Linked DNA regions of Mus musculus: region 2 is linked to region 1. The links are chromatin contacts, called in public Hi-C maps. All regions are on one chromosome and are shown on one strand. The core of a region is the stretch at or near the end of the contact, and the rest is flanking DNA. Distances in the headings are between cores, read along the strand shown.

Evidence for each region. Hi-C and Micro-C count contacts between places; a contact is called where the count stands out from the background.
Region 2: a Hi-C map of liver shows a contact between it and region 1, with 2.5 times the contacts expected there. The contact joins the enhancer-like site here to the promoter of Bhmt in region 1. A contact is called at or near these places in 6 of 39 promoter capture datasets (the 3T3-L1 cell line, the C10 cell line, liver and 1 more), 11 of 484 Hi-C or Micro-C datasets (cortical neurons, embryonic fibroblasts, embryonic stem cells and 3 more), 5 of 115 datasets of contacts at active chromatin or transcription factors (embryonic stem cells, hepatocytes, liver and 1 more) and 2 of 9 other capture datasets (adipose tissue and pancreatic islet).

Annotation. Positions count from the first base shown.
Region 1 is chr13:93,635,760-93,640,629 of GRCm38.p6, forward strand. It overlaps Bhmt (betaine-homocysteine methyltransferase), which reads right to left and starts at 1,999. Exons shown (of 8, transcript NM_016668.3): 1 at 1,705-1,999. The coding sequence starts at 1,737.
Region 2 is chr13:93,687,142-93,692,011 of GRCm38.p6, forward strand. Dmgdh (dimethylglycine dehydrogenase precursor) reads left to right here. Exons shown (of 16, transcript NM_028772.3): 4 at 1,384-1,548; 5 at 4,731-4,870. Among named protein-coding and RNA genes, the nearest start is that of Dmgdh, 15 kb to the left of the region's middle. Within about 2 kb of position 2,665, at least 4 of the 459 cell types and tissues checked have an H3K27ac peak or open chromatin away from gene starts, as enhancers often do. A contact at or near this core is called in hepatocytes and liver, where this site is marked.

The sequences.
Region 1 (4,870 bases), core at 749-3,248:
ATTATTAAAAGAACATATTTAACATCAGCTTATTCTTTTAAAGCATATATTTGCCTGGACAACTAGCAGAATGTATATCAAAATGTTGCAGATGCTGTTCTTTTTATTTTATCCAGATTTTATTTTGCAATTAATAAGTGTCCTTGTCATATCTTTTAAATGCATACTATAGCCCTAGGTTTTTTTAATTTTTTTTTTTTTTTTTGGTTTTTTTGAGACAGGGTTTCTCTGTATAGCTGTAGCCCTCGTTTTTGTTTGTTTGTTTGTTTGTTTTTCGAGACAGGGTTTCCCTGTGTAGCCCTGGCTGTCCTGGAACTCACTTTGTAGACCAGGCTGGCCTTGAACTCAGAAATCCACCAGTCTCTGCCTCCCAAGTGCTAGGATTAAAGGTGTGCGCCACTACGCCCGGCCTAGCCCTCGTTTTTTAACATTTATATGGAAACAGAGGTATTGGGGAGGTGCCCTTATGCCACTCAATTCTGTTCTTGATAATTCTCTAAAAATTCCCCCATCTTGCCCCTCCCCCCACTGTATTGTGTTTTCAGACATTGTAGCACTGTGTAGCCTAGACTGGTCTTGAACTCTGAACCTCTTGCCTCTTTCTCCTGAGTGCTGGGATTTCATCCATGCCCCATCAGCCCCTAGTAGAGAGGCTGGTGACATTTGTAAACTTGAATTTGGGAAGTGGATTAGAATCCATGGTTTTACAAATGGGATCAAAGAAGAGGTGTGTGTGTGTGTGTGTGTGGTGTGATAAGCCATCTTTGTAGTCTTCAGGGGACATCATTTAGTAAATCTATGGACTGGCAGTAATTGAAACCTTACTTGACTCACATACCCTTCTCACACACTGGCATGAAGTCTCCCTCAGGGGCATGGTGTTTACATTTTAACAGGGTTAGCTTTCTTCCTCCCCCTCCCATAGATGTCTTTTTGAATTGGTGTTTGTCCCTTTACAAACTGGGCACACTCAGGTGGTTCCCCAGCAGGGGAGAACTGAGGGTTATGGTCAGCCTGGCTCCATCTGTCTCCCAGCCACCTCCTGAGGTCTTGTGTGCCTGGGTTTGATATCAGATCCAAGTATATTATCCCCATCTATGCCTACATCCCCTAACACAGAAGGTCAGATTTGGACTGACCTCCTGGGTCCAGCAGGCATTTTGTTTTTTTAGAATTCTGTGAACAGTCCTTCCTCAGCGTCTTAAAACCATTCTACTTATTTGTTTCTGAAACCGTAAGGCAATCGGGCCGGCTCTGCAGCTGCCTGCCCCTCCTGCACCCGGCAAGCCACCAGCCAGAGCCAACTCCCACTGTGGGAAATTGCACCCCTGGATCCATGAGCAGCTTCTCTGGGATATTTCTCTGGTCTTTAGGGGTGCTGCACTCATGAAGGGTTGAGTCTGATGGGCTGAAGGGAGCACCCTGACATCCAAAGTGGCTGTCTTGTGCCTTGTGTCACTCCACAGATAGGTCCAAGGTGGAGCCAGAAGTGCAGGAGGGCCAGAGACCATATAGAATACACTATTGTTAGAAGAAACCCCCAGTCAGAACTCAAAGTTCTGAGTGCCCCTTTTGACCTAACACTGCCAACTAGAAGGATGCTGGGCCACAGCCAGGCTCCAAGCACCTCTCTGCGCTTGCTGACATTGGGGGTACCCAGCTGATGGTGTATTGAGAGCTCTCTCCGGCTCCCTGCACACTCACCTTCTTGGCCTTCTTGCCAGCAACTGGTGCCATCTTTCCGGTGTAGTGAGTGGCGCTGAACACAGCTGCGGATTGGAGGGTAGCTGTTCCCAGCAAAGTCTGTGCTGCTGGGCCGCTGCTGGTCTCTTTATACAGCAGCTAGAGTTCCCTAGCCTTGGCCAGGTCCAACACATGGCCTCAGGCAGGGAACACGCCCACCAGCCTTTGAATTAGGCCAGGGGCTAGCTGGGAAGCTGCCTGTGGGAGGAGAAGTCGAGATTGGTCTCCTAGATGGGTGGAAACGCGAAGTTAAGATAAGAAAAAAATACTGAGGTCGCTGCTAGCTCGTCTGCACACTGACCTTTGTCCAATAGCAGGCCTCTGACCTTGATCTGGGGTCAGGTATCCATGACCCACTTAAGCTGCCAGACCATACCCCCAAGAATTCCACTCAGTGACCAAATATTTGACAAAGGCGAAGATACAAGATCATTGCATGAGGATGCGATGCCCGGCAAGAACTTGGCACAGAGTGTAAACTGCATGACCTACATCTGGCACAAGTAACATAACTTGCCCTTTGCAGAAGCGCTCAGTGCCAATCCTCCAAGTAGTGGGTTTGTTCTCAGTGACCTTACAGGCAGGCTTTTGGCGGTTTCTGGTAACCGTGGCACCATCTAACAAGCACAGTGTCTAACAAGTAAAAGGCAAAATGGAAAAGATCCTGAAGATCTTAAAGCTCCACATGAAAAACCAAAGCGAAGCAAACCCCAGAGGAACCAGAAGCAGCCTCCAGTGCAGTGGAGCGCAGCGGACTGCTGATGTAAAAAGGTGTTTAACCTTTGGCGATTCATGATAATTCCCTAAATATTTAAAAAAAAAACACGATGATATAAAAACACTAGAGATCTCACCTACAAAAACTGCCCAACATATTAGTAAATACTTAAAGACAACAAATAAGCACTGGAGGCTATTTTCCTCCTGCGGAACAATGGTCTCAATTGCACACATGCAGAAGAAATTACAGTAGCAGACAACACATTGGTAAAAGTTTAAAGTGATGTATGAATGATATACAATGAGACAGCTTTTTTACAAGTCCATTTCCCTCTGATAAATATGTAAAAACTTAAAAATGGAAAAAAAGAGAGAAAAGATATATTGAAATTAATTCAAGTGACAGACAATATTTTACTGCCCCTCCCGCCACCCCCATCCATCAACCCTATACACTATCAGGAGTCTGGAAGAACGAGGTACATTCACAGTACATTAATGCCATCTTTGGCAGGGTCCACATCTTCCCCCACTAATGTCCTGGAGAAGCTAAGTAAGTAATAGTTAATGAATGCCCTTGCTGTCTATAGCAGTAATAGCCGATATTGGTGCACTACACTGGGGACTCCAGGCACTAGAGGGCTTTACCTGGGTTTACACACATATCCAGACCCTACAAAACAGTGGGGATTTTAAACTAGTAGCTTTGGGCTAGAAGGATAGCTCAGTGGTTACGAGCACTAGCGGTTCTTCCAGAGGACTCGGGTTTGATACCCAGCACTCACATGGCAGCTCACAACTGTCTGCAACTCCAGTTCCAGGGGATCTGATATCCTCCCCTCACACAGACATATATGCAGGCAAAATGGCAATGCACAAACAAACAAAACCTAGTAGATTTAAATTGGAAACAAATCATGAAGTTTTAGTAAATAATATAATCATACAGCAATTAAAAAAAAAAAAGATTGTCCTAGCTGCTGTTGCAAATTCAAGTCCTTGCTCTGGATAAAACCATCTTTAAAAAAAAAAGAAGACTTAGAATTATGTATATGAGCATGCATGTGTGCACACAAGTGCAGGTGACCGTGAAGAACCAGTCACATATCAGATGCCCTGGAGCTTTAGAGAATCCAAGCCAAGTCCTCTGGAAAAGCAGGGGGTGCTCTTCCCTGCTGAGCCATCTTTCCTAGCCCAGGAAATAACTACTCTGATCAGCCCACCAACTTTCTGGGGAAATGCTATGTCCATTTCAGAATAAGCATGTTTATTAGAATTCGTATGTGAATGTGGGGATTCTTTGTTCTCTGAATGCTCACTGACTTCTCCTTTCCCCACATGATTCATAGGCAGCTGCTGAAAGATTTTTATACCTTTTCTTCCAGCCCTCAACTAGGTCTATGGAAATGCCATCCACCTGCCGTTTCCACGCTGGATACTAAACCCACAGTTTGCTGAGTGCTATGGTGCCCAGGCATCAGATGTGTCTTCTCCAGGTTGTTATTTATTTCCCCACAGGGCTGTGCATCCCTACAGGCAGATGGGAAGAACTCTTACAATCAGCACATCTCCAGTTCCTTTGCCCTGATCCCAAAGAACTAAGTCCATGGCAGCATGCTCTGTAATAGGCAGGTCTTGGGAGAATGCCTGTGTTCTTTGATCTCTGCTTCCACAACGAGACAAGATGAGGGAGGTCAAATGGTTGAAGTCCTTGCCTAGTGCAAAATGTTCAGAGTTAAAAATAAATCCCAAGAGAGAGGAGGGTTCGATCTGGAAATTTAATTCCTGAGTTTCATAACCTCAAAAAGAGAGATTATTGTTCTGGCTTTGATCTGCCCAGAACCTCAGAAACATTTATTAAATCCCACTTGGCAAACATGAAGGCCTGTAAGGCGGGGATTTTCGACACTGTGCATGGAGCTAGAGATGAAGAACACCCCCTTCTTTGTGTACCCCAAAGAGGAAGTAGACAGTGTCCCTCATCAATGTTAATGACCTTCTTATCAATATGTAGGTGGCAAATGTCGGGGGCCTTCATCTCCGGTTTAGTTGGGATTTCCTTTTAAATGGAGTAGGGGCTGAGGTGTAGTTACATGGCACAGTGCTTGCCTTGCATGCATCAAGGAAGCTCTGGATTTGACCTCAAGTGACTCTTAGAAAAATAAATGAATGACTGAATAAATGAAGCAATTAAATGTGAAACTGACTTTTCTCAGATCTTTTAAAACTATTATTATAAACCATGAGTCTCTGAGCTCTAAACTATTGAAGATGCTTTGTATTTTAATACAGGGTTTAGTAACATTTGACACCTGTGTAGAGCTCTTTGCAAACTGGTGACAGAAGTGTAGCCAATGTCCATGTTTCTTTTGACAAAGCCAGTATTTATTAAGAAGGAAACTGTGAT
Region 2 (4,870 bases), core at 1,415-3,914, 52 kb after region 1:
TTCATTTCTTCAAGTGTACTATCTAGGTAACTAACCTTTTTTTTTAAAGGAAGAGGTAATAAATGGTGCCTTTTCAGACTTCGTTTAGTAGGTTCCTATATCTATAGTATTTGAAGTCAGGGCTCTCAGCAAACAGCTTGCTCAGGCCCTGACCGTCCATGCCTTCCGAAACAGCACCGTAAGATCCCTGGTCTTTATTTTTATCTCTTCTCAGAGTGACTGTTTCCATGGACTAAGATCAAAGGCCCCTTATTGTTTTCATGCCCTTATCCTCACCGAGGGTCTAAAAGCTCCCTGGAGTCTTCAGGATGAAGATCAAAGGCTCAGCAGGGTCTGGGGCGTGCCCTTCCTTAGCTAACCCTGCCCTTCCTTAGCTAAACCCCTCCCCGCCCCCCCTCCCGCCTGATTTCCTAACCTTCTCCCTTGCCTTGCCTCTATTTCCATTGCTCAAGTGCTTTTCTTGCCCTCAACAGCATCTGCTTTCTAAGTCTGTGTTGTTTTCTTCCTACCTGTTCTGGCTGGATCCACCTCCCCCTCACGAGACACAGAGGGCCCACCCCTGTTGTGTACTGGTAAGCTCATGAGTGCACACTGCTCTAACACACGTGTGCCACTGTTGTTGCTTTAGTAGTTGGTCTTCCCTGCAGAATGTGAGCCGTTTGAAGGCCAGGACTGCCCTCCTGTTTGGTAACCCAGGACTTCACTGAAACAGAAAGACTTTTTAAGAGATGCCAAATGTGCCGGGCGGTGGTGGCGCACGCCTTTAATCCCAGCACTTGGGAGGCAGAGGCAGGCAGATTTCTGAGTTAGAGGCCAGTCTGGTATACAAAGTGAGTTCCAGGGCAGCCAGGACTACACAGAGAAACCCTGTATCGAAAAAACAAAAACAAAAACAAAAACAAAAACAACCAAGAGATGCCAAATGAGCGTTAGGTTACAATCCCTCTCAGCACTTTGGTTCTCTGCAGTTCCTCCTTCTGTCCTCTGGCTGGCCTTCTCCCTTTCTGTCCTGCCTCTTGAGTCTGCACTCAACCCCTCAGCCTGTGCAACTGTTTGCTCCAGCTGCCCTACCGTTTCCTGCAGACAGACAGTTCCCTGCAGACAGACAGTTCCCTGCAGACAGACAGACAGTTCCATCACACCAGAGCTTCGCCTCCCTTTCTTTCACCCAGTTCCTCAGGTTTGCAGTACTGCCCAGCTTACAGGAACACCGACTAAACTGCTGCTGAACAAATATCTCTTCGTAAGATGCAAATGTCTTATGTCTCGATAATGATCGCCACCTTATAAACCTCTCTTACTAGATTTTTCACTGTGCTAGGGAACTGTTTGAGTGCCTGAAGACAATTTATTTATGTGCTTTGCCTGGAATTATTGTCACAGGTGGTGGGATTCCATCAACCAGGTAGTATCAGGCTTGCTACAACTCCTGTAAGGGTGGACGAATTTAAATACCAAATGACGCGAACCAACTGGCACGCCACGGAACAGTATATTATTGAGCCTGAAAAAATCCACGAGCTGTTCCCTTTACTCAACATGAACAAGGTATTTATTGGAAGGACAATTTCACTTTGTCGACTTGAACTAAAAATTATGTTAAAATAATATGTTTCAATGAGTTCATTAAAAGTAGAAATAATGGATGTATACAGTCCATAATACCAACATTAGACGGTAGGTGTTACACTGTGGGCAGGTCACAGTGTAGGCCGTTATTAAGGGATGTCTGCAGGGACAACGAAACCCCTTTTTAGTGACAACTAAGGAAACATTTCTATACCTTTCTGTGACCGGCTCCCTCAGACTGAAGTGCTTTTACACACCAGCTGTCTGATGGGGGATGGCAGCTGCTATGACGACTCTAGAAGGGACTGCTGAAGTTTTAAAAGTCAAGAAGCCCTGTGCCATACTCCCTCCTATGCTGCCTGCTCCTGGTGGCGCCTCCCTCTCAGACCATTCTGGGCAAAGATCTAGACTAACTTTGAATCTCCTTAAGGGAATCCACTTGACAGGGAACTTAATGTTTTTTTTTTGTTTTTTTTTTATCCTTCCAGTTGAGCATAGTATTTTTTTCTTTCTTTAGCAGAATATTGGCAACATTACTGTGGTAGTATTTATGTAAAAGAGACCACGCTAAGCCCTTTCTATGCAAACTCTGGCTACTATGACCCAGAAAACAGAAACTTAAACAATTTACACAGTAGGATAATTTTGTTCAGTTTAGAAGAGCTGGAGGAAAGTTTTGAACCCTGGGCCCTCTCTGACTCTGTCCTGGGTATGGGGAGACAGCAGGTTGCTTGGGGAAGCAGACAGCCATTTCCCTGGTAGTGACTGTGTCAGTAGTTCTGGTCTCTGAGTGTTTGTGTAACTGCTGTGGGTGCTGGGGCGTTGTGCTCTTGTGAGTTTTTACAGGCTGCAGGGACTCTTTCTTGTCCATGGCTTTGTGTGATGGCATTGTCTTCATCGAAGTCCACCTCCACTATACTGCTAAGAATCCATTTATATCCCTTTATATGTCAACTCTGAAACACTTCCTTAGAAGCTCTCATCAATACAGATTTCCTAAAAGTTCTTAAGCAATGGAAACACATGGACCAGGACATGCCAAGCCAAATAGCCATGGGATCACTGCAGAAAGCACAAAGCCATTACAAAACACCAGCGTGACATCCGCAAGTCACCATGGTGTGAATGCCATCAAAACCCAAAGTCTCTTGCACTGGATACATAAGTACAAAGATTAAATTTTAGTAAAAAAACAAATCTGGGCCTAGATGGCATCTCTGATAAATTCTAACAGATAGTTATAGTTGAAGAATTGATATGAATCCTTCACAAAGTCTTCTAAAATTAGAGTTGAATATGTTCCTATACAACCTATAACACTAGTATGTCTCTGGTATAGAAACCAAACAAAAACAAAGGAAGAAAAGGCATACTATTGTTCTTTCTAAATCTAGATGTGAAAGTCTTTAATAAAAATCTAGTAAACTGAATTAACAATTCTATGATATTGCCAAGTAGAGTGTGTCCCAGGAATGCAGGGTTGGTTTAAAGTCTAAATGTTAATCAGTGTAATACTATCACAGTAACAAAGGGCAAAGAGCCCAAAATAATCTAAACAGATGCAGGGAAAATATTTGTCAAGACTCCCTGTTCATAGTTGCTGGCATTTTCTTGCCAAATAGATGAGATCTTGTTATATCATTTGCTATGCTGCTTCTGTCAGCTCACGTCATCCCCCTTCATTCCCTCAGAGTACCTAGGCTGAAGTCGTAACACAGAGGAGGTGTGCAAGAAGTTGGATTATAAACCCAGTATACATTTTCATCAAGCACAAATGTGCACATATATACTGAAATCTAGTACACTCATACCCTAGGCTACCACTCTAGCACCGAACTATAACCCCAGCTCATTTTTTGTTTCTTATTTTGAGGAAAGGTCTCCAAAAGCTTTCCAAGCTGTTCTTGAACTCATTCTATTCCAGGCAGGTGTTGAACTTGGAATCCTGCCTTAGCCTTTCTAATAGCTGGGATTACAGACCTACACCATCAGACCTAGCTGATATTGGGTATACACTAACATATAAATATATTTACAATATTGAATACTTAAATGTTATAACTGATATATCAATTAGAATTAGACTTGGCTTTAAACCTGAAAAACCAAAATAATAATGCTTAAGTCTTTTTCTCATTATTTAAGTACTTGTACTGGCTAGTCTTATGCCAACTTGACATGAGCTAAAGTCATGTGAGAGGAGGTAACCTCAATTGAGAAATGCCTGTAGGGAGGGCACAGCCATGGTGGATGGTGCCACCTCTGGGCTGGTGGTCCTGGGTTCTATAAGAAAGCAGGCTGAATAGACCATGATTAGCAAGTCAGTAAGCAGCACTCCTCCATGACCTCCACATCAGCTCCTGCCTCCAGGTTCCTGCCCTGCTTGAGTTCCTGTCTTGTCTACCTTTAGTGATGAACAGTGATGTGGAAGCCTAAGCTGAAAATCCCTTTTCCTCTCCAAGTTGCTTTGGTCGTAGTGGTCCTTCACAGCAATAGAAACCCTGATTGAGAAAGTATTAAATAGCCACTAAGCCATCAAGGCTTCAATGATCAGGCCACCCTCTAGATCATTACGTTGCCAGTCCAGGGGTTTGACTCTTGTGTTAGTGTTCCATATGTCAGTTGGAGCCCAGCCATCACATCTGAATTTCAGACCCCAGGATGGAGAAACTAACAAAGATGGGCATACGCTAGTTATCTTCTTGGAGTGGCTCTGGAAGCTGCCATATAATCCTTTCCTTTGCACCCCATTGACTAGAACTTAACATTAGCTTTAGCCACTGACTGCAGATAATAGCTGCCAGAAGACTGGAAACTATACACTTTGTTCTTAGTGGCATGGAGACCATTGCAAAGCTTTATCAAGTGGCTTCATGGTGATGAGTGACTAAGCTCTCATTGCGTATCTTGCTCAAATCTAAGTATGACTTAAAAAAGAAAAGACATGTTAACTGCTGTTGAGATCCTTTCTCTCTCTGCTGGCATCAAACTCTAGAACCCTGTGCATGCCAGGCAGGCACTCTGCCACTCAGCTATGTATATGTCTAAATGTTGATGCACTTTAAAGTCTAGTTTTATTAAGCATTTGTCAGCAGGCTATAATTGTGTTGAGTAATAAGCATACATTTCTTTGAATATTGACTTTCTTATGGTTGACTTAGATTTTAGCCGGACTGTATAACCCAGGAGATGGCCACATTGATCCTTATTCTCTGACGATGGCCCTGGCTGCTGGTGCTAGGAAATATGGGGCCCTTCTAAAGTATCCAGCACCAGTGACATCTCTGAAGCCCAGGCCAGA